Linked DNA regions of Mus musculus: all the other regions are linked to region 3. A link is a contact called in public promoter capture Hi-C data. All regions are on one chromosome and are shown on one strand. Each heading gives the region's core, a stretch centred on a gene start, on an enhancer-like site or on the middle of the called end of the contact. The rest is flanking DNA. Distances are from core to core; before and after follow the strand shown.

Region 1 (2,998 bases), core at 82-2,581, 1.3 Mb before region 3:
AACTTCACATTATCCATATATTTAAGGAACAGCAATTATGTTAAGACTACAGAATTAAAATTTGTGGGAATTCACAAAATAAATTATAGAGCAGCTGAACTAAAACTGCTATGTGTTCTTTACCTAGGACAGGGTTAGAAGACTCACTGCTGTATTAGAGTAACAAGGAAAGAGAGAAGCCACTACCCGTAGTCCTTTCAGTCAGTGTGGTATGTGCTCCCTGCCGCACCTTTTTAAAGATCAGGTTCTATACCTGGCCTAGAAGTTGCTAGATTGCCAAGGATGACTTTGAACTTGTGTCCTTGTGCTTCCATCTCCTGGATGCTGGGGTTTCAGGCACGTGCCACCACATCTAGCTTGAGAGCTGGTTCTCTCTCTACTGTGGGCTCCTGGGATAGAACTCTGGCTTGTATCTCAAGCATTCTCCCCACTGGGCCATCTCACCAACGCAAGAAACTTATTTTAAGGTAATTAGTTGGTATGTATATATTTTTACCATTTATCTTAGACAAAAGTAAATTTGCATATTAGTAAGATAGATTTGCTTATTTTTATGTAGAAACTTAAGTCTTAGCTGAATATTTGATACTTCAGCATCTTCAGTGCTTTTTCAGAGTTGATCAATACTGTCACTGCCAGTGTGACCACACATGTGCAGCGCGAAGTGCACATATGTGCTCAGAACCAAGGCTACCGTGAAGTCTTAAGTTCCAGGACAGCCAGGGCTATACAGAGAAACCCTGTCTCAAAAAAAAAAAAAAAAAAAAAAAAAAGGAAAAAGAAAAAGAAAAAAGATGCAGTGTGTGGTAATTACTCTGAGATGAAAATCCATCCCGGGCAGGGGTAGGGTGTTTGGTCACTGTATGATCAGTAGCCTGCCATTCAGTCACAATACTCTCCCTTATGACTGTGGGTCATGACCCACAGTTTTAAAAGATAGGTTTCAAGGCGGATGTGGCACAGGCCAGTAATTCAAGCACCTGAGAGGTAGAAGCAGAAACAAAAAAACAAAAAAACAAAAAAAAAAAAAAAAAAAAAAAACAGGGCCAAGCATAGTGATAAACACTTTTAATCCCAGAACTTGGGAAGCAGAAGCAGGCAACTGTCCGAGGCCAGCCTGGTCTACAATATAGTGACCATCCAGAAATAAACACTGAGACCCCCTAACCCTCTGCCCCAGCACACACACGCACGCACGCACGCACGCACGCATACATACACAAGCCCCACGAAAAGAAAGCTGGGCTTTGGATAATCGTGCCTTTCCAAAACAACCCTAACATTTGTCACATGCACAGGACAGAGAGTCACTCTCCAAGGAACTGTTTCCAGGCGCTTGATAAGAACTGGTGACATTCAGGGTTTCCTGTGTACACTGGAGAACCAGCCAAAGGGCAGAGGTCTGACCAGTGGCCTTGGCAGTGATCTCTCTGGGTGTTTCTTGGGTCAGACAAGGACTTTCCTCATCCCAGTGACCACTTGATCTCGTCCTTTTACATAGGCTCTGCCCGGCTCAGCTTCAGCACCGCGTCCTTTAGAGCAAAGCCACATTTTGCACGCACACAGCAGTAGTTCGTGGAAGCTAGTCTTCAAATGGTTGCTTTCCAAGATGAAACGAGTCTATTGAAAAGCCCAGCTCTGAAGTTGGGATCCAATCCCAAGTAGAGTTGTTATAAGGGAAGTTGGTCAACTCCTGAGAACTCACGGGCCCCGGGCCCCTAGTACTGAGCTTCTCACAGGCTGGAAGCTTGTGCTGCCTTAGCTCTGCTGGTTGGAGGTCTTTACGTGCAGGAATTCATTTTTCTTTCACTGGAATCTGGCTTGAGATTGTGAAAAGGGCTTGATACTCTTCCAGGCTCAGTCTGTTCCCTGGTTCAGTCAGTACTAACAGTTTATTTACATCATCTCTTTGAGCCCAAGCTTGCATTAACAAAAAGTGATAGTGGTGTAGCTTCCTCTAAATAAATAAATAAATAAAATCATGGGGATTAAGAGAGGTAAAAATCTGAGCAGAAGTAGGCTTGGAAATACATGTCCAAGAAAAATAACTCAGTACAGCAGAAAGTAATAAATGTTTAGTTCTTTGGCTGGAAAGCAAGGAACAGTGTGGAAAATGTGAAGGTCTGGATTGTCCCCCCCCCCCCCCCCCCCCCGCTGGTGGTTTTATGGGGTTGCCAAATGTATGGGGAGTGAGTGGGGGGAGGGGGGTGATGGGAACTCAGCCTGGGTGGGGGAGGAGATTAGCAGCCAGACCCACTTTTACCTCAGCCACAAAGGAAGCTGCTGTTCCTGACTAGGTCTTTGTGAGATAACCTTGATGTATCTTTTGTTCTCAGAAAAGGAACATCAAGACCTTTTTGAACTAGAGAGTAGGTGCTCCCTGCCAGAGTGCATGCTGAGCTAATTGGGGCATCTGACAGGGATGGCAGGTTCCTAACTTCTAACATTCTGTTTAAGCTATTGCCGTGGAAGGAAGGAAAAAAAAATAAAAATAAAAAAATAAAAAGACCCAAGGCTAGAAGTCTGGCTTGCCACTCCCTTTAATTTCCAAGAAAGTGCCGAATGCCAGATTTCTGCAATTTGTTAATCTTTTTTCCACTTGGCTGGGGTATTCTCTGCCACGCTATGGACAGCTAGGGGAATTGCAGCTTTCCAAACACTGCCCAGAAGAGGATGTCTTGGCAAAGCAAGGTAGAGGCTTCCCTACACATCTTATCCCCTGCAGTGAAGGGCAAGCCTGTCCCTGCCTGAGAAAGCACGGTCACCCTAGGAACAGCTCAGTCATCCCTCCTTGGTCCTCATTAACAACTATAGGCCCATGAGTGTGTGTGCAAGGTTTCTAGAGGATGCCTTCGTCTTATAAGGGGAAGAGGCATGCAGTACAAATGGTGTACCTACTATGCCTGGCCGGCACACACTGAGGATCTAAAGACACTGAATTGTCTGGACAACCCCGTAGAATGAGAACTGTTAATTCACTCACTTGAGTTCCCTTCCT
Region 2 (3,221 bases), core at 54-2,553, 1.4 Mb before region 3:
CACTACATGACCAGACTGTTTTCCTGCCGGGACTCCCAAGAACTGTAATTATAGGTGATTGCCACCGTGTTGTGTGGGAGTCACTGTTTAATGAGTTTACAATGCAATCTTGGAAAGATAAAAATGTTCTGGGAAATGAATGATGGCAAATATCTGTAAACTTAGGACAGTACGCGGTAATGCACATCCTGTATATATGATGTATATTTTATTGCAATTGAAAAGCAACTTGGTTGTGGGTGAGATAGGGCCTCACTATGTACCCCATACTTTCAACTCTCAACTCAGTCTCCTGAGTGCTAGGATTACAGGTATGCCCCAATGTAGTGTGTGTGTGTGTGTGTGTGTGTGTGTGTGTGTGTGTGTAACAATGCAGACCTGGTGCATTCTGGAATTGTGTGGGCATTAGATAACTTCTATAATGACCAGAACACACGGGAACCTCACCAATACTCTTTCCTTTCTCAGAACTACTAGCGTGTTGACTATACTTCATTCAAACACAGGGGTTAATCCATTAGACAGGGAATTTGTGCTGTGGCGATTTATATTTAATGATTTGTTCATAACAAATATGGATCCCCACTATTACTGCTAAAAGCTTTACACAAACACACACACACACACACACACACACAAACACACACACACACAAACACACACACACCACAAAAGGTAAGGGAGGAGCGCCCCAGAGTAGCTGTCAGGTTTACCCGCTAGGATCCGCCTTAGCTTTCAGAGCTGGCCCTATGCCACCGCTGAGGGTCCCAAAGATTGCTTTGCTCCTGAGATTCCAGCTCGAATACGTGGAGCGGTTGCGTCCTCAAACCTAAGTAGCGTCTCGGCCGGTGTGTCCCGGTCCCACCGAAGCAACCTTCCAGCGCACCTCTCAGGCGGGCTCTGGACCCCTCTCACTCCCACGTTTGTCTTCCTTTCCTTCCCCCCCCCACCCCCCCCGCCCCAGCCCCTTCTTTTTCGGCGACCGAGCCACCGAGCAACACAAGCCGCTGTACACTCTTCTGGAGAAATCGGTGTAATAGAGAGTGAGGATCCGGAACGCTGCCCCTGCAGTTGTCACCGCCGCCCGCCCGGGGACTGCGGCACCCAGCCTCTCGGACCTGCTCGCTCACCAGGCGAACAACCTCCTCTCTGTTCCCTGCGGGCTGCGTGTGCTGGGCCAGAGGCTCCCGGGTGCCTCGGGTGCCAGGGTCGCATCGGGTGACTCGGGGAGTGTGTCTGCAAGCGGGAGGGCCTGGGGCTGGAAGAGGCGGGTCTGTCCCCGCCCCGCCCTCCTCTACTCCGCAGTTTAGTAGAGGCCCCGGTGGCCGGTGCTCACTGGGCTCAGGGCCAGTCCACCCGCTCAACGCGCTCTAGCCAGCCATGCGTCCCGCGGCCGCTAAGGTACCCAAGTGGCTGCTTCTCGCACTGAGCGCTCTACTACCACAGTGGCCCGCAGCCAGTGCCTGGGAGCTCACGATCCTGCACACAAACGACGTGCACAGCCGGCTAGAGCAGACCAGCGATGACTCCACCAAGTGCCTCAACGCCAGCCTGTGTGTGGGCGGCGTGGCCCGGCTCTTTACCAAGGTGCAGCAGATCCGCAAGGAAGAACCCAACGTGCTGTTTTTGGATGCCGGAGACCAGTACCAGGGCACCATCTGGTTCACCGTTTACAAAGGCCTTGAAGTGGCACACTTCATGAACATCCTGGGCTACGATGCTATGGTAAGGAGAAAGTTCCCGGGGTAGGAGTCCCAGACCCAGAGAGAGAAAGGCTGGAGAACTCGCTAGTGGTCTGATAGTGCTCAGAGATGTACAGGTGGAACTCGACCCAGGCCACCTAAGGATTCATTCACTAAGTGAGGGCGTCTCTTAGATTATTTTCTTAAACTGATGTTATTGGGGTCCCGTAGCGAACTGAGACAATTAGAAGAGGGACCCTACTGCCTACAGGTGCTTCAGCTCGAGCACTGAAAATTATCAAGGGCTGGAGACCCATCCCAGTCTCCTCCACCTCTCCCATCTGCTCTGTCTTCCAAACAATTCTTCATCCTTACTTTACTGAAAGGAAATCGGGTCAAAAATTATTCAGGTCACCAGCCCCCAAGGAGGAAAACACATCCGATTGGCTCTGAAGTCCGAGCACAATGAGCTCACCTCCTTAGGTCGATTTACAGGTCAGTTACTTTTCTGTGACCTTATACTAGTTATTTATTAGACCTCGGTGGCCAAATCTGCTATGAAATGCGAAGAAGAATGTTGACCTCAAAGCACTGTTGTGCACATAATATAATAATATAATCTCTGTAACTGTTAGTTCTTGTTGCTCCCAGGCACTGCCTCAAAAGAGCAAGTTAAAAAAAAAAAAGTCAGAGAGAACCCAAACGCGGAAAAGCTGGGATTTCAGGGGCTCAATAAAAACCGATTGGCTGTAGAGATTCCGAAAGAGCCTAACTGGAGAGATAAGGGGGCTGGGGATGCAGCTCCATTGTTAGAGTACTTTCTTAGAATTCCAAAGGCCCTGGATTTGATCCCTGGCATCGCCCAAACTAGGCTTGCAGGGCAATCCTGGTAAAGGTTGAAAGATCCAAAGTTCAGAGTCATCCTTGGTTACAAAAGAGAGGCCAGCCTAGCATGAGAGAGAGAGAGAGAGAGAGAGAGAGAGAGAGAGAGAGAGAGAGAGAGAGAGAGAGAGATTAGTCCTCACTTCCCAACACTCTGTTGGAGGTGATGCCTTGCTTGTTGAGAAGGGATAAAGAATAATCAAATAAAACATAACTGAGATGTAACTGAGACGTAAAAATTAATTGAGCCACCACTCACATTCAACCCAGTGTGGATGCCTCCGGTAAAAGATTCTGCCCTGTTCTGGGGAAAAAATCAGAGACAACAACAACAATCATAAGGGCTTAGCAAGAGAAATAGCAGGGCGAGTTCTCAGAACTCTGTGAAACCAGAGGGTGTGGGAGGGAAAGTAAGGTGCAGACAGCAGACTACCCACTGTGTACAGGAACAGCTCAGAGGTCAGAGAAGGGTGAGAGCTCCCTTCCTACTGAATATTGGCTTAGAGACTCTCAATGCAAGAACGGCTCTAACAGTCCTTAAGCCTACAGAGTTGTCTGGGGAGGGCCATCATGCTCAGCAGCAGCTTGGCAAAAGAAATTCCGACCTCAAGAACTCTGCAGTCTCTCAGCTTTCTTTTTCCACAGCTAGACCTACTC
Region 3 (3,138 bases), core at 442-2,941:
AACATGAAGGCTTCCAGGGGTAGGGGTAGGGGCTAATCACATGGTATCCAGAGTCAGGAAGCAGAGAAATGAACGATAGCATTCAGCTGGTTTCCTCCTTTTTATTCAGCCTGGTGAATGATGGTACTCCCACTTAGGGTGGCTCTTCCCACTGCAATCTAATCTAGAAAGCCCTTTACATTCTCAGAGGCTTGTCTCTTTGGTGGTTATAGATTTCCCCCCACTGATGGGGCATGCCTACCCTCAACGGCTTCTGGAGCCTCACTAGCCACATCAAGAATGCTGGGGTGGGGGGGGCGGTTGTTGTTGTTGTTCTTGTTTGTTTTGTTTTGTTTTGTTTTGTTTCTTCGAGACAGGGTTTCCCTGTATAGTCCTGGCTGTCCTGGAACTCTGTAAACCAGGCTGACCTCGAACTCAGAGATCCACCAGCCTCTGCCTCCCAAGTGCTGGGATTAAAGTCCTGCGCCACCACTGCCCAGCCAAGAATATTGTTCTTATTCTTAGGCTGCCTGTGCTGAGGCAGGCACACACACACACACACACACACACACACACTGTATGTCGTCCATAGATGTGAGAGCAGTCTCATCAGTGACTCCACCATACATGGAATTGTCAGCAGAAGCAACCTTCAGAGCGTCTACCATAGAAGGGCTTACTCATTGTACACAACTGGGGTGCCTGTGTCACCTCATTTCTAGAGGTCTTGCTTTATGGTGGTCATTCATCCCTCTGACCCTATGCCTACTCATTAACCCTAGGGGATAGAGCCTTTACCAAAGCAACTGTTAGCTATGAGATCTGTCCATGGAGACCAAAGTGCAGGACCTAACTTTGTTGAGCCATATGGTAAGCAGAGAGGCAAGCCACATAGCCACACCACTGGGGAGGGAGTGTGTGTGACTGTCCTTAAGTATACACTGGCAGGGTTCGAAGTCTGCACTGAACCCTCCTTTCAAAAAAAAAAAACCCTTCATCACTCCAACTATGTCACCCCAAACTCCAGCTGTAAAGGATGCAGCTGACTTCAGCACCAGCAAGACACCCAGCCCAAAGTGACAGTTGGGTCAGACTGCCACCCAGTGGGTGTCCAGCTAATTAATACTGATGTTCCTGGAGGTACCTGGGAGAGGTCATTCTGGTCAATTCTGCAGGGGGCGACAGGGGGCGGTAACAGGCCCCCCATCCTGAGCGCTCACCTGTAGCCTGCCTAACTCCCCAGTGCCCCTGGCCCACTTCGGGAGGGCTCTGGCAGATACAAACGTTTCTTCTCAGGGAGAAGTCAACCGGTCTGGGGTTGTTATCCCCGACCCCCTCAGCCTTTGGTGGCTAATCTTGGCCGCTCCGGATGGCGGCGCACCAGTAGCCCCAGTGAGACGCGGCTAGGGCCGCACCTGGTAATCCAGAGAGAACTTCACGCCCTGCTCCACCTCTTCGTGGAAGCACTGCTTGGCGTTGTCCGGCAGCTCGAAGGTGAGCTCAGCGCTCCGCAGTGGCTCGGCCCGGAGCAGGAGCAGAAGCAGCAGCTGTAGCAGCATCTGGAAGGATGAAGCGTGCGGAGCCTCGTGGACCATGATGCTCCGGGCCTAGTCCTCTCTAGGCTCCCGCGCAGCGACAGCAGGGACAGCAGGGAGAGGGGAGGGGCCCCCTGAAGAGACGTGGCGCGAGCTCAGCACAGCGGTTCCGGGTGGCGGCCACTCCGCGCGCAGCCGCACACCAGAGAGGTGGGCGGGGAACCTTTCCGCCCGCTGCGCAAGCGCATCACTGAGTTTAGGCGCTATTGTATTTGATGCGGCTCTTGGACTCGGGTACTTCTCAGTGCGTCCCTTCAACTCGGAAACCGTTGGGCTTCTAGTCTGTTTCTGACTTGCTGTCACTTAGTGTCTGCCACGTCTCCGGAGAAATCCCGGACGTAATGAACACATTCAGTAGTTAGGAGGACTCGATGGACTAGAAAGGAACCGCAGGGAAGGGAGGCGACGGATCCTCCACTCCCCCCTCCTACCTAAGGTGAAGAAGTGTTCAACAAAGTAAACCCCATGGCTACACTGGGGGAAAACAGGTTTTCTTGCACACAGACTCCCTTCTGGAAATAAAAGCATCTAAAGGATTTCAATTATGTTTTCGCATTCGGGTCACATTGAAAATTTTTTCAGAGAGAATCTGCCATCCCCTTTAACTTCTAAAAGTGTTGAAAGACAAGTTGATTTATTGTCTTATTCATGACAACTGCCCTAAGAAGGATATATATGATTTTATGTTCACCATAGTCCATAAACAAAGAGACATTACATGTTATAATATTTGCTGATACATAAACACTTACTGTCAGTAGAACATTATTAGATATGGTGAATCTTAATTTTAACAAAGAATTTCACTACTCATATATACTACCACATAGATAAAATTGGCATACACTACCACTGGCCATACTGGATCCTGTATCAAGGAGCTAATGTGCATGAAAGCAGCACCCATAATATAATTATTAATAAAATGTACTATCTCTGTGCTAGATTAGATGTGAAAGAGGTGTTGAGCTGTGTGCCTTGGGGCTCCTTCCCTGCTTGTCCTATTTAACATTGACTTATATTTCTTATTTTCAATTATGTGTATGCACATGTGTGTATATGAGTATGTATATATGAATGCAGGTCTCCAAAGAGGCCAGAGGCTTTGGATCCCCTGGAGCTAGAATTGCAGGCAGTTGTCACTCATTTGATAAGGCTTTTGGGACCCAAACTGGGGTCCTCTAGAAGTATTCTTAACCAGTGAGCCATCTCTCCTCCAACTCTTAACATTTTTAATGAAGAGTATTTGAAGATGTGAAAGTTATAATCATCTAACTGGAAAATCAAGTGAAGAAAAACAAAACAAAACAAAACAAAACAAAACTGAAGTTCCCACAAGTTAAAGATGAAGCGCTACATTTAAGTTCCAGGTGGTGGGGATGGGGGTTGGGAGGGTGGGGGAGGGAGGGGGAATCTGCAGTGGTTCAAAAGAAGAGGCCTGGTTTCACAGCTCTTTAAGTTGGAGCAGGCAGAATTGGAATCAGCATCAAACTACATATAAGACAAGAGAAAATGCCTGAGTTTTAAAAAAATAAATTATTGCCTTAGCAGACAGTGATCAGGT
Region 4 (3,396 bases), core at 16-2,515, 2.0 Mb before region 3:
AGGCACTTTCTGAGAACTTCCCCAAACCCCGCTCCAGGCAATCCTCCGGGCTGCTGGCTCTCCGGGCCCCGCAGCACAGCGGATAGAAGAGAGCTAAAAGCCCGCCCCGAGGCGCCCTGGGCTCCGGAGGAGTAGCGCTCCGCGTTCAGAAGGGCAGAGAGTGTGGGCGAGCTCGCCGCCGCCTCCCCGGTTGGCGCACCCAACTTCTGGGCGTCCGAGCCCTTTTCCGCGCTTTTAGCCCGCGCCCTCCCGCACGCGCCCCGGGGGCCCCTAAAACTTAGAGAAGTGAAAAGCAGCGGCAGCCCTGGGCTCGAACCCTCCCGGCGCAGAGGCGAGGACGGCGGCAGCCCGCCGAGCCGGGCAGAGAGCCGCGGATGGACGGTGTGCGGGGCCGACGGCTCAACGCCTGCCCCCGGGGCTCGGCGGCGGAGGCCCGGGAGGAGCGGGCGCTAGCGCTGCCTCACCGAAGCTCAGGTTCGCGGGAGCCGGGCGGAGACGCACCGGGAAGCCGCTGGGGCAGGAAGGGATCGATCGACTCACCCGCCGCTCCGCGGGAGCCACAGCTCCGCTCCGCGTCCGCGCAGCTCCGCGCTGGCCCGGACGCCGCCCCGGCTGCCGGCGGCGGGGCAGCCGCTTCTTCGTCGGCCTCCGAGCAGCCGTGCTCCCCCGCGCCTCCGCTACGGCTGCAGCCTGCGTCTTCCACCGCCCCCGCCGCCTCTTCCGTGGCCAGCTTTCTCCGCTTCTTTTGAAGCTGTTGCTGCTTCTCGGCGCCGATCAGTGCCTCCACAGAGAAGGCGTGCGCCTTGAGGCTTAGCATGCTGCACGGTGAGCCCCTCCGCTTCTCCGCCATCCCCGCCTCCCCGAGCCCGCTCGCCCCTCTCTCATATACTCGCGGCTGGGGCGCACGCACGCGCTCGCCCTCCTGGCCCCCCACCAAACGCTCCGCAGCTCCCGATGCCTCCCGAGATCTGTCCCCTTCCTAGCTGCGGGCAAAAACAAATTTGCCGTTTCCTCTTTCTCTGGCGTTGGGATCCGAGGAAGCAGGAACGCGGCCGCCAAGTTTCCTTCCCTCTGTCTCTCCCTCGAGTTCAATGATGCACTTCTTGACTCCCAAACCCTCCACCTCCTCCTGCTGCTCCAAGATCTGCCTCGACTGATGAGCCCGAGAGGACTAACACGGGGAAAAAAAAAACACTCTGCGGACACAAATTAGGGATTGTAATTGAAATTTGTTGCCTTGATCTGTCAGCACTTCAAGGCAGGAGAGCGGTGGGAAGAACTTGCTCATTAGTGTCAATAAAGCGGCGGGGGAGGGTCCTATGGAGCTGTCCATCACCGAAACGGTTTACCAATCAGGAGAATCTAACTCCGCTCAGCCCGCGCCCACTTCCTTACAAGGTCGGAAAATCTCAGACCGAAAAGCGCCGCCATCTGGCTCGTCTCTGCCAGTCTCTAGAAAGCTGAACCCTCTTTTGCTGACACCCGCCAACCCAGTCGCTTCTCAGGCTTTTCTTATCAGGACCAGGAAAGGCTGAGCCTCAGGGTTTAACCGAGAAAAGAGATCCGTAACTAGTAGTATAGAGGATCTTTCAAGGACCCTTAAATCTCCGGTCTCTCATCCCTGTCCATGGGGCTAAGAAGTACATTTGGAGGAGGCAGGAACTTACAGCCAACAGTTTGTTGTTTCTCACTTAAACATTCCTGCATCTATTGATGCCCACTGTATGGAGAGAATGACCACGGGCTTGAATCTTACTCCGAAGATTTTTTTCTTACGTGAGATGAGTTTACGCATATTTGATATTTTTTAGATTTAAAAATTAATCATTGTAATATCTCTCAGACCTTCATATAACCGATTCAGGAAAGGTGTCTCCTTTTATTTAGGACTAATTATTTTAAAACGTAGGTCCTGGGATTTTAATTCTGTTTGTCTTTAATGATATAGGTTTAACTTCAAAACTTCACAAAGTAAACCATGTTTTATGAATTTCTGTATGTTTTTTGAAAGTTCTGTATGTTAAAAGTAGCTTCGTATTCATATTGGTTTTTTTTTTTAATCGGCGTGTTTCTTTAAAATAAATTCAAAAGAAAGCAGAACTCTAGAATTGAACGATCGCAAACATGTATGTGCAGTTCTGTTGTTTAAACTCAACATTTTCTTAGGATTAACAGGATGTGGGTTTGATGGGGATAATAAAAAAAATCACTTGTAGAATAAAATTCACTATGTGCACAAATCTTTAGTATAAAATAGGCCAGGGACGATTCGTTTTGTTTCATTTTGCTTTGCCTCCTTTATTCGATGTTCATTTAAACACTGCAGTCCTAGCTTTCTTCTGGCTTCTCCTCGGCATTCAGGAAAATGGCCTCTGAAAGTACCATCAACCCCGGAAGGAGGGTTTTGTTTTTAAATCATAGATAGAGAAACCTGCAGTTCCTTCAGGACTGGAGTGCTGGGAAGAAATTGAACCAAGCAGCGAGTGCCTAGAGGCGCCTGCAAGGCCTGGGCCAGAAAGGACTTGGTAATATCTTTGCTGTGGATGCAGATTTTTAAATGCCTGAAAAATGCGTTCAATTGGAAGACATTGTTTTATTTGGGGCACTGGGAGCCGGTGTAGCCTACTGGCTTGAAGCTGTCTGGAGAAGCTCTCGCAGACTCATCAGAGTGTAGGGTGATGTGGTATCCTGAATAAGTTCAACCCGGTTAGTGAAGTTTGGCCTAAAGCGGGAGCCAACCAGAAAGCTTGAAGAGGCAGCCTGGAAAGTTCTGGGTTAGTAGGGAGAGTCTAGGACGAAGTCTGTAGAGTTTAAGCAAACAACTCAAGGCCCTGTGTGAAGCTCCCGCGTGAAGCTACGTATCTTCAGTTGCCCATTGAGCTAGAGCGCCCAGCCCCAGCCCTGGGCCCTCATAGATGGTCCAATGGAGCGGTTCTCCGAGCAAGGCCGGCTTGCAGCCTAAGGGATTCATAAATTCTGTGACGGAGGTGGGGGGGGGGGTGGAGTCACTAAAAGGTTTCTGGCATACTCGACCAGCCCGCAGGAGGAGGCTGGGCGGCTGATTCCAAGAAACCGCAGGGATTTCCAGACCGGAAGCCTACTTTGTAGTTATGATCTTGTCCCTTTAAATGCCGCACAGTTCAAACTGGTTTGGGATGTTGAAACAGGCCTTCTAGGCTACCCTGAGGAGCACAGGGTCCCAAGCCCTCCGCTGTCCCTCTGCGTCTTCTTCCAACGTTACCCCTGGCAGCTGGAGCCTCGGGGTACAAAATTTGACTTGGGTTCATATAACAAACAAACTGGAAAACAATATTACAAACTAACAACAAAAATAAAAGTAGTAGCTATGGGTCCAAGTATGCGCAGAGCTCTTGAGGCAGAATGAGGGCGCTAGCT
Region 5 (3,279 bases), core at 278-2,777, 1.7 Mb after region 3:
CTCCACCGTGACGTGCGTGACCAGCTCGTGCATGGTGCTGAAAGTTTTGTTGCACGACTTTTTGGGGTTGGCCAGCTGCTCCGGCTCGATCCATTTACAGATAAGCTCTTGCTTGATGGGTTGGCGCATATAGCGGAAGAAGGCTCCAGCCCCGTGATGTGCAGCCATGTTCACGTTCATGGGCCCATAGCCGTGAAGCTGCGGGGCAGCATAGTGCTCGGATCGCGGGCTGGTCACCTGGCCGTACTGTTCCGGCCGTGGGTACATGTCCCCGGAGAAACCTAGCCGCATCTGCCCGTTAACCACGTTGGGCGAAGCGTGGCCAGCCGCCTGCTCGTGAAGCCCAGAAAAAAGGAGGTGGCCCGCGGCGTCCGTATGGCCGTGTGGGCCCCCAAAGCCGCCGGCCGAAGCAGCGAAGAGACTGTGCTGGGCGCTAGCTGCCGCCGCCGCGTCGCCGAAGCCCCGGTTGCGGAACAGAAAGTCCCGGGTAGAATTGAAAGCAGCGCTGGAGTAGGAGCCGACGTGGCCGGGGTGGTGATGGTGGCCCAGGGCCGCAGCAGCGGCGTAGCCCGGAGCCTGCGACGTGAAGGCTGTCTGGCCAGCCGAGGCCAGTTCGTGCGAACTGGGGTTGAGCTTGAAGGCGCCCATGCCGTCGGCGAACGGGTTGATACCCAGGCCCACGTCTCTCTCGGCCACGTCGCCCGCCGAGTGGTGCCGGGATGCACCAAAGGTGGTCACACCAATCGCGGGATACTGGGGTCCGGCGTCCAGGAGCATCGTGGCTGCACGGGGCAAGCCCCGGCCTCCCCCGCCCCCCCCCACCCTCGCCCGCCAAGGAGGGAAGATCAGGAGGAGGAGGAACGGGAGGCGGAGGAAGAGGAGGAAGAAGAGGAGGAGGGAGGGGGAGTCGACCCACCTAACGAAGTCTCAGCCAGCAGGCAACGGCCAGGCGCTAGCCGGCACCCGCCCGGCCAAAGGCAGGCAAGAGAGATGACTGCCGGCCGGTAGAAGGCGGGCTCCAGCGCCAGCCGCTCGAACCGCGCGGGCCGGGCTCTCACTTTCTCGCCGCTCAGTCTCTGCCGAGAGGGCCTCGAATCAAGGCTGCCCGGGGAAAGGCATAGAACATCTCAGCCCCCCAATAAAACTTCTTCCCGGATTTGTGGCATAGAGGAATGTGAACGCCAGAGCCGCCACTGCTCGCCCTGTCTCCTCGCGCAGCGCGCCCCTCCTCACTTCTCCACTAGTCTCAGTCTCTCTCTCTCTCACTCTCTCTCTCTCTCTCTCTCTCTCTCTCTCTCTCTCTCTTCTCTCTCTCTCTCTCTCTCTCTCTCTCTCTCTCTCAGGCTCTCCTCCTCGATCCTTCAACTCTCCCTTTTTCCCCCTCTCTGCTTTTTGAAAAAAAAAAAAAAAGGAGGGGGAGAAAAAAGAAAAGAAAAGGCGCAAATCATGCACAATATTGTCTTTTGCGGTTTATCTTCCTGGGGAGAAACTTTCACCTCCTCAGCCGGGCGGTGAGCGCGAGACTGATAGCAGCAATCATTCCTGCAGATAAATGAATTGAAAGGACGACACCGTCGTCGTCCCCCCCCCCCCCTGATGAATGGGAGCAGGGGGAGGGGTCACGTGCGACCGACGCGGGCGAGGATTGGTGAGGCGGCAATCCCCCCACACACCCCGCCCGGGGCCGCCGCGCCAACGAAGGGCGCGCGGTGGCGCCGCGCGCTGCTCATTGGCCCGCCCGCCTCATCAATCCCAGGTATTGTAAAGCGCTTGACATCCCCTTTTGACTAACAGGGCTGCCAGGAGTAGCAACTTTTTTTTCCCCCCTAGCAAATTTTTTCCCCCTCTTCTCACGGAAGGAAAAAAATGCCACGATTTCTTTTCCCTCTCATCTTCTCTTCTCTTCTCTTCTCTTCTCTTCTCCTCTCCTCTCTCTCTCTCTCTCTCTCTCTCTCTCTCTCTCTCTCTCTCTCTCTCTCTCTCTCTCTCTCTCTCCCTCCTCTCCCTGTCTCTCCCCCTCTCCTTACCTTCCTCCCTCCCTCCCTCATTCCCTCCCTCCCCTTCCTCGCTGCCTCCTACCCCTCCTTCTCTAGGTTTTGCTTCTTGTTCTATGTTCTCCCCCCTCCCCGCCACACACTTTCCTCTCCCTCCTTCTAATGTCCCCCTTTCTCCCCTCCCTCTGTTTCTTTCCCTCCCCACTCCCCTCCCCCCTTGCCTCCCCATCCCTGAGCCACTCTCCTTCAAACCTCTGCAGAGCGTTTAAAGACTGGAGACCCCCGGCGTCTCCGAGAGCAGCAGTTGGGGGGGGACCAGCCGAGAAACACCCCAAAGGCACTTCCAGAATGTCCGGACTCAGCAACTTTCTTTTCTCCCTCCCTCCCCTTCTCCACCCTCCCCCCCCCCCCCCCCCCCCCGGGCAGCAAAGGAAGCTTTTGTTATTTGCTTCTTTTGAAGTTTGCTTCCTTTTTGACGGGCCTCTCTCCTGTTTATAATTTAAGATTCGGGAGCGCGAGGGCAAGCTCTTTCCTAGAAACGTGATTTCTTGGTGTCTTTCACAGCCTCAGTTTTGCAGACTTCCTTCCTGCATGCCCACTCACCCCCAAACACAGGTGGATGGATCTCTTAAACTTTTCCTGGTTCCTGAGGTTTGTCGGATTGGGTTTTGTTTTCTGTTTTTAATGGCAGTTTGGAAACCTTGTTGCCGATCTCCCTCTCCCCTCATTTTTTTTTCCTTTTTTTTCCCCTCCGGTCTGGTCCGTTGTGTGGCTTGCTCCCACCCCCAACTCGCTCACTCTGCCCTCCCATTCCCATCCCAGTCCCTTTCATTCAGGTAAAACTGTAAATTTCCCAACGCGCCATTGTTCCTCTGGATCTCCCAAAGCTCCCTAGAGATCCCGGAATACTTTTTTGGTATTTAAATCCCCGGTAGATAGGACCAATGTAAATTTTGTGACATTCAAACCTTTTCCAGTTCACAAATCAGTCACCCTTGTCACAGTTATTGAAATTCCGCAACTTGCCACAACAAGACGGTGGAAAAAGCGGGCGCGGTCTTTGTTGCCAACCAGGCTTTTGATCGCCAGAGAAAATTTACTTACCTTCAGATGAGTGAGCAGAAAAAGAAATAACACTCCCTTTGATTTAGTTAGGAAAATGCAGACATTTGGATTCCGTGCAAACATACAACACTCGCTTGTTTTCGCGATGCGGCCCTCGATTAACCTGTCTTTGCCCAGCGCAAAGTCTATTCAACAACTGCGCGTAGTTGCTTTTTGTCCC
Region 6 (3,289 bases), core at 469-2,968, 1.2 Mb before region 3:
TTCTGAATGGATAACTGCTGAAGTAGTATCCATGGGCTCTTCAGTACCATTTCCATTAACATGTTCTGTAGCCATGTTTCCAGAGATCTGTTCAAACGCAATAAGCAAAATTAAACTAGGATCTTCAAACAGAATAGAGGACAATGACAGTCCCAATCTTTACTTTCTCTACCACTTAACTACAACCAGCCAGCCTGAACCTCCCTTGAAAGAAACCTTAAAATCACTATCGCCTGACAAGCCAGATTTTGGAGCTCGGGTACAGAAGGACCGATTCACTAGATTCTTCCTGAGCACCACCCCTGACTTCACCTGCTAACACTCACTGAGAAAAACCTTATTACAAATGAAGCCCAATCAGCACAGCGACCGGCCCAGCCTGCCACATGCAGCAGTTCCAAAACGGAGAATAAGGTGTGTGAAGCAAGCAACGCTGGGCTTGTCTCTCTCCAAGGTAAACCAGAAAGTGCGCTTTTCCCGCCTGCCGCTTATAGATCAGTAACAACAGCCAGCGAAGAACAAAGCGCTCACACAAGCCACCTTCCCACCACCCAATTCCTCCACCCTTCACCCCCACACCCCAAAGCCCGCCCCCGACTCCGCACCCGGAGCGGCAGCCTCGCCACTGCGGCCGCCAGGAACCCATTAGAAACACGTGCTCTGCGCCTTCAAATGTCCTACAACTTCCTTCAACGGAAACCCACCGAGTACCGGGCCAAGACGGTCATCACCGCCTCCCAACATCAACCCGCAGTCGCGGTGCGAGCCCCCTGAACCGTGCAACCGCACCATCTCGCCCCTCAACACTGAGGCCGCCGCGGCGCCAGGCCACGGGCTTTCCCCGCCCCCCAGCGCTGCCGTCTCCGCCGTGACACATGGCTCTCCGCCCCGGGCGCTCCCGGGCGCCCGCGACCCCCAGCCTCCCGCACCCCTCGGTGCAGTGGCTGCGGCGCCGAGGCCGACAGCCCGCGCGGGGAGGGCGTTCCGCCGCCAAGCACACGCCCGCGGGAGCCGAGCACCGCCCAAGCCCGCCGGCCGGTCGCGGGACAGCACCCCGCGCCTCTCCGCCCACTCCCGCGCCGCCGGCCACGACAGCACCAAGTCCGCCGCTCGCGCTCCGCGCGGGCCATCGGGCTGTCGAGGCGCCTCCTCCCGGAGCGCCGCAGACAAAGCCCAGCCGCGGCTGCACATGGGGAGAGGAGGAAGTGGCGGCGCGGCCGCGGCCTACTCTCCGGCAGCCCCGGCCAACGTGCTCTTCTCTCCCCCTTGGAATCCATTTTCCAGAAAAGCCGGTTTCTCCCCGCGCCGCCCTCCCCCAAGCACCCTCCACAATGTCACGGAGCTCCCCTCCCGGACCCGGGGGCCCGCGGTCGTTACCTCCCCGCGGGGCTGGGGCCGAGGAATCCTGTCCGACCGGGTCGGCTGGCGGGGAACGCGTGCTCGCTGCTCCCTGTGTCCGGCGCGAGTGGAGCTGTTGTAAAATGGCGGCCGAAGCTCACGCCGCTGGCAGCAAACCCGATCCAGTTCCACTCGCCTCCGAGCGCGCTCCCGGTGCGCGCGCGCCCCCGCGTGACCCCCCTTCCCTCCCCTCCCTGGCGCGTCCGCTTCTCTCCCTCACTCCCTCAGCTCAGCCCCTGCCCTCCGACAGCTCCTCCTTCTCCCCTCGCCACCTCCGCCGGCCGCTAGCCGCCCTGTCCTCTCAGCCTTCGTCCTTCCTTCCCTGCACCTCCTCCCCCAGCTTCCCCACTCCCGTCCGCGGCCGCTCACACACGAGTGGCCGCCCTTCTTCCTCTCTGGCTCTCTCTGGCTTCACGCCCTCCCTCGCTAGCTCTCTCTCGGCCCCGTCCCCAGTCCCTGCCGAGTCGCTCTTTCTCTCTCCCGCGCTGACGTGACGACGCAGACGACGCCGCGGGACGCGCGCCCGCGAGCCCCGCCTCTCGCCCCGCCCCTAACTCCCGGTCGGGGGGGGGGGAGAGACCCCGCCCTTCCGCCGCGGCGACAGCGAGGGGCCGAGTGAATGAGAGACCCGCCCTCTGTGCGGACACTCCCTCTCGCTCCGCGGGCGGGGCCGCCGGCTCGGCGTGTCCCACTCGTTCTTTGTCAGGAGACAAGCATATCCCCACCCCGCCCTCCCCGCCCCCCACCGCCCCACCGCCGGCCTGGGCTCCGAGGGTGCCCGACGTTGGCTGCCCGCTCTGCCGGGGCTGGGGCTGTCGCCGCCGCGGCCGCCCCGCGCCCTGGGCGCTGGAGAAGCTGCAGGCGCACGTGTCCCCCGGGGCGGGGCGAGGCGAGGCAGACAATGGGGCTGCGGGGGAGGGGAGCTGCACGGGGAACGGCGGAGCTCGGGGCCACCCGGTGGCGGGGCTGGAGTTCGGGAGTCACCCCGGGGAGCCCCGGCTTCCGCTGCTAGACAATGGGGTATCCCGCGGCCCGGCGCGCGCCGTCCTCCGCTTCCACGAATACCCTGGGCGGAGGGAGGGGCGCCGCGGGTTTGCGAGGAAATCCCTGTGCCTCCGGCTCGGGGATGACAGGGAGGCCAGATTTGGAAGCTTAACCGACCCGGTGGTGTTGGATTGTGCAATATTCCGTTTCTGTCCCTGGCCTTTTAAGCAGTTAAGTGCTCCTCCTGGCACACTTTGAACAACTTGAAGCAGCACAAAGCTGCGTGATTAGGACTACTGTGAGGGAAATGTGTTTCTTTTCAAGCATCTTGGCAATTAAATGTTATGTGAAGTGACATTTCCTTTGTAACCATTTACTATGGACAAGAAAGACAAGACAAAGGCGTTTGTATCTCAGGCGATATGGATACTAATTTTATCCAGAGCGACTGTAATGAAAAATGGCATTATCCTCTTTGAAAAAAAAAACAAAAAACTACAATTAGAAAGCTACTTGTTCTTCCAAATGAGCTTTATGCTATGATAAGCCAGTAAGTAGTCCAAGGAAACTTAGATAAACACTCTTCAAAGTGCCTAGACACATAAAATTGAGCTTTTTTTCTGTTGACAGGTGGATCAAGTAGGAAATATTTCTGAAGTACTGCTATCCAAAACCTGCTTAATAAGGCTTTGCCTATCCACCGCCTACATCCCATACTACCAAACATATCCTTGCTATGGTATTTAATTAATTCAGCAAGATATTATAGTTAGTACCACAAAAGTCTGGATAATGATAGCATTGAAAAAACAACCAAAGTGGTAATAGAAAGACCGTAGGTTAAACAAGGTGGAGAAAGTTTGATACTTACAGTTCTTATTTAATGAGCCCTGAATAGAAAAGTGCC
Region 7 (3,106 bases), core at 289-2,788, 1.3 Mb before region 3:
ATGCAAAAATAATTTTGCTCACAAATATGACCATTCAGAGATAAAAATGTATGTGTATTTTCTCCCTTCTTTGCATAATACCAATTCATAGTACAGATCACATATCACATTACATTCTATGACTTCCTACTTTGGTGACCTCAGAATTGCTAGTTCAATCTGTCCCCAACACATGGCTGATGCACCTTAGAGAAGAATTATACTTTAGTCAGTTTCCATCGAAGAAAGTTGAGGACAAAACTCACATCCTATAGTTTACATTTTGCTCGGCTTTGCTAGTCCAGCTTGAAACACCTTTCAGAGGACAGAACTGTATTAAGTAACTAGTAATGTCTGCTGTTAAAGGAACTCACTTCTCCCACAGCCCTACAATCAAGCACCTCATCATCACAAGCCGGGCACTTTTTCTGTAAGACAGTAATTCATAGTAATTACTATCTGTTAATCTATCGCTTAAGCCCCAATTCTACAAAGCCACCAAGATGGCAGAAACGAGAGAGAGAGAGAGAGAGAGAGAGAGAGAGCGAGAAATGAAGGAAAACAACAAAACTGTTGTCAGAATCACAGGAAATAGCCTTAGTGAAACTACTAAGTCAAATCTCTTGTGTATGTTTCTCACTGTTATTCTTGCAAATGAATTACTTCAAAATAAAAGGCGACTGCTTGTTCAAAACAGAGAAAAGAATGTGACGATGTTTTTAAGTACACATCTTTTCTACTATCACTGCACCCATACTACTTCTGGAAATATAAAACACAACAAGCTTCAGGGGCGGAGACTTCTGACCTCAAAATGTCAATTTAACTACAGATCTTGAAAAAAAAGAAAAACCAGAATATTGTAGAGTTGCGATGGGTACTACACTGCTTTCTGACTTTGGGTCAAAAACCAGTATTTTAAAGAGACGAAATTGTGGTTGCAAAGGTGTGTGCCGGTGTGAGGGCGTACTGTTGCGAGAGAAGGCTTCCCCAAGAGGAGAGGCTGCGACAGAACCTTGAAGCCACCTCCCTCCGATCACCTTTACTGAACTGAGGTGGCATTACAGATTGTAATTGTAAAACAGACGATAAAGGCTCGTCATTGAGAAATGGTCAAAAAGGAGAGGTTGAGAGCCAGGTAACCACGAAGGCTGCGTGGTCCCGGGCCCGCACCCGTCCGCATATCCGGGAGCAACCTGGGCCGCCCTTCCCGAGACCGCGGTGCAGAGTGCGCTCCTGCCCGCCGCCCAGCAGCCTGCGGGCTCTCGAGCGGCCGCCGCGGGGCCAACAGCAGGTACCTGTTGAGGAGCAGCGAGGCGACGCTGAGGCAGAGCAGCAGAAAGCAGAACAGCGGATACTGACGGCAAATCTCGCGCCCCACGTCCAGCCGCAGCCGCTGCTTCAGCCTCCCGCAGATCGTCCGCACCCAAGACCCCATCTCAGTCCACGCAGGGGAGGACGTGCCGCCCTCAGAGGCAGAGGCGGAGGGCACCCCCAAACCCCGGCGGCGGAGCCACATTGCCACCCACCACCCAGCTTCACAGCTAGACTCAGCCGCACAAGGCCCCGCCCCGCAACCCTCGCCGCGCGTGCGCAACCAACGCCCCAACCACACGCAAGGCCGCCCCAAGGCCGCCGCCACCATCCCGCGGGAGGACTGGGGAGCGCTCGGACTGACGTTCTGGCGCGGCCACCCACTTTCCTTATCCGGAAGTCCAGGGAAACCTAGAATGCAGACTGGCAGAAGAGTGTGGGAAAGCTAATTGCACAGCAGCCGCGTGCGGCTCCTGGAGCCCTCTGGGAAATGTAGTCCATACAGCGGACCCTGCCGCCTCAACCTCTCGGATTCTCGTTGCCACACCTAAGGGAGAGGAGGAAAGGACGCCTTCAAGTCCGCTTTTTAAAAGGGGATCAAGCTGGGGCGTATGACAACCTACCCGCCCGCCACCCACCCGCAATCCACCTCCGAAAGAAAGTCATGTTAGCCACGTAACCAACAACGAGGGAGTCACCTCACCCCGCGATCTTAACCATAACCCAGCGTGTGACGACAGCAGGCTTGGAATCTGGATAGTCCCTTTTAGAATTTCATTCAGCATTTTGTAGGAGCTAAAACTCAGGCATGTAAAGCGTTTGAATTTACCCTACAAACATTACCCTTAGAGCGTAAGCTATTCTAGTTTCAACTACAGCATAATCACATCGCTGAGACAAGCAAGATCCTGCTCGGGATCGCTTCTTAGCGAAAACAGAATTTCATGCTATTCTGACACTGGCAGTTTCCATCAAGCCACCTCTCTCCCCTAGACAGGGAAACAGAACTCCTTGTTTTCTCAAGTGTATGTGCAGCTTCATTAATATTTTCAATATTCTGAAAAGGTGGGTGATCCTTAGTGGCTCATTTCCTTTACAGGATGTACCATCCTTTCTTCCCATTACAGCTGTTAGAAATTCAGGTCTTTGTCCTTAAATTTACATGTATTCCTAATTTCTTCAGAACCAACTTTAATACAACGTGTACCAAAGAACATTAAATACACACTAGCAGTATCTTTAGATGACAGTAACATTTCCACTCATGAAGTGTGCATCTGTCACCAAATTCTTTATATATATATATTCTTTATATACTCATGTGAAGTTTCAAGGTACACACTTAACATTCACTTTTGTAATTTTACACTGTTAACTCCACAAAGAGCACGGTAAATCCCAACAGGGATCAGTAGTCTGGACACAGCAAATACACACTCTCAAACAAATCACAGGACCAAAGGGCTGTAACCCAGTAATAATGTTTACCAAACGTGTAGGGTTTGATACCGAGATTTGCAAAATAGCCTTCCCTTACTGAAATAGACTGGGGCTAATAATGAAATAGAAACCGTTTGGATTAAGTGTATGTTAATCTTCATGCACCGTAAAATGCCTAGTGTGAATCTAAGTGATTTAAACTGGTTAGTCATTTGTCTTGCATTTTGTATTGCTTTGCTTCTAAGTTTCTGAACTTGTTAACCAAGATAGTGTACCTTTAATAGATTGTTTTTCATTTCTGCTCAAATTAGACACCTTTGAAACATTTGTCTAATTCCTTTGCAGAACTTAAAATGAACTAGGCAATTTGTCT

What was found. Promoter capture Hi-C pulls out the DNA fragments that hold promoters and counts their contacts.
Region 1: a promoter capture Hi-C map of liver shows a contact between it and region 3, with 2.2 times the contacts expected there. The contact joins the enhancer-like site here to the promoter of Tmed3 in region 3. A contact is called at or near these places in 5 of 39 promoter capture datasets (cranial neural crest, embryonic stem cells, liver and 1 more) and 1 of 115 datasets of contacts at active chromatin or transcription factors (astrocytes).
Region 2: a promoter capture Hi-C map of liver shows a contact between it and region 3, with 5 times the contacts expected there. The contact joins the promoter of Nt5e here to the promoter of Tmed3 in region 3. A contact is called at or near these places in 2 of 39 promoter capture datasets (hippocampal neurons and liver) and 1 of 115 datasets of contacts at active chromatin or transcription factors (astrocytes).
Region 4: a promoter capture Hi-C map of erythroid cells shows a contact between it and region 3, with 4 times the contacts expected there. The contact joins the promoter of Tbx18 here to the promoter of Tmed3 in region 3. A contact is called at or near these places in 3 of 39 promoter capture datasets (cranial neural crest, embryonic stem cells and erythroid cells) and 2 of 115 datasets of contacts at active chromatin or transcription factors (astrocytes and embryonic stem cells).
Region 5: a promoter capture Hi-C map of erythroid cells shows a contact between it and region 3, with 4 times the contacts expected there. The contact joins the promoter of Zic1 here to the promoter of Tmed3 in region 3. A contact is called at or near these places in 3 of 39 promoter capture datasets (embryonic stem cells, erythroid cells and frontonasal cranial neural crest), 1 of 115 datasets of contacts at active chromatin or transcription factors (astrocytes) and 1 of 9 other capture datasets (embryonic stem cells).
Region 6: a promoter capture Hi-C map of pre-B cells shows a contact between it and region 3. The contact joins the promoter of Syncrip here to the promoter of Tmed3 in region 3. A contact is called at or near these places in 11 of 39 promoter capture datasets (the C10 cell line, cranial neural crest, embryonic stem cells and 6 more), 1 of 484 Hi-C or Micro-C datasets (CD4 T cells) and 2 of 115 datasets of contacts at active chromatin or transcription factors (astrocytes and embryonic forebrain).
Region 7: a promoter capture Hi-C map of pre-B cells shows a contact between it and region 3. The contact joins the promoter of Snx14 here to the promoter of Tmed3 in region 3. A contact is called at or near these places in 6 of 39 promoter capture datasets (the C10 cell line, cranial neural crest, hippocampal neurons and 2 more), 1 of 484 Hi-C or Micro-C datasets (B cells), 2 of 115 datasets of contacts at active chromatin or transcription factors (large pre-B cells and pro-B cells) and 1 of 9 other capture datasets (liver).

Annotation. Positions count from the first base shown.
Region 1 is chr9:88,360,005-88,363,002 of GRCm38.p6, forward strand. All of the region lies in intron 3 of Nt5e (5' nucleotidase, ecto), which reads left to right. Among named protein-coding and RNA genes, the nearest start is that of Nt5e, 34 kb to the left of the region's middle. Within about 2 kb of position 1,332, at least 67 of the 459 cell types and tissues checked have an H3K27ac peak or open chromatin away from gene starts, as enhancers often do. A contact at or near this core is called in astrocytes and liver, where this site is marked.
Region 2 is chr9:88,326,306-88,329,526 of GRCm38.p6, forward strand. Nt5e (5' nucleotidase, ecto) reads left to right here and starts at 1,304. Exons shown (of 9, transcript NM_011851.4): 1 at 1,304-1,725. The coding sequence starts at 1,381.
Region 3 is chr9:89,703,352-89,706,489 of GRCm38.p6, forward strand. Tmed3 (transmembrane p24 trafficking protein 3) reads right to left here and starts at 1,692. Exons shown (of 3, transcript NM_025360.2): 1 at 1,395-1,692. The coding sequence starts at 1,574.
Region 4 is chr9:87,729,995-87,733,390 of GRCm38.p6, forward strand. Tbx18 (T-box18) reads right to left here and starts at 1,266. Exons shown (of 8, transcript NM_023814.4): 1 at 541-1,266. The coding sequence starts at 850.
Region 5 is chr9:91,364,241-91,367,519 of GRCm38.p6, forward strand. It overlaps Zic1 (zinc finger protein of the cerebellum 1), which reads right to left and starts at 1,528. Exons shown (of 3, transcript NM_009573.4): 1 at 1-1,528. The coding sequence starts at 777. It also overlaps a transcript of Zic4 not described here.
Region 6 is chr9:88,480,679-88,483,967 of GRCm38.p6, forward strand. It overlaps Syncrip (synaptotagmin binding, cytoplasmic RNA interacting protein), which reads right to left and starts at 1,719. Exons shown (of 11, transcript NM_019666.2): 1 at 1,378-1,719; 2 at 1-87. The coding sequence starts at 75.
Region 7 is chr9:88,437,391-88,440,496 of GRCm38.p6, forward strand. It overlaps Snx14 (sorting nexin 14), which reads right to left and starts at 1,539. Exons shown (of 29, transcript NM_001359958.2): 1 at 1,278-1,539. The coding sequence starts at 1,417.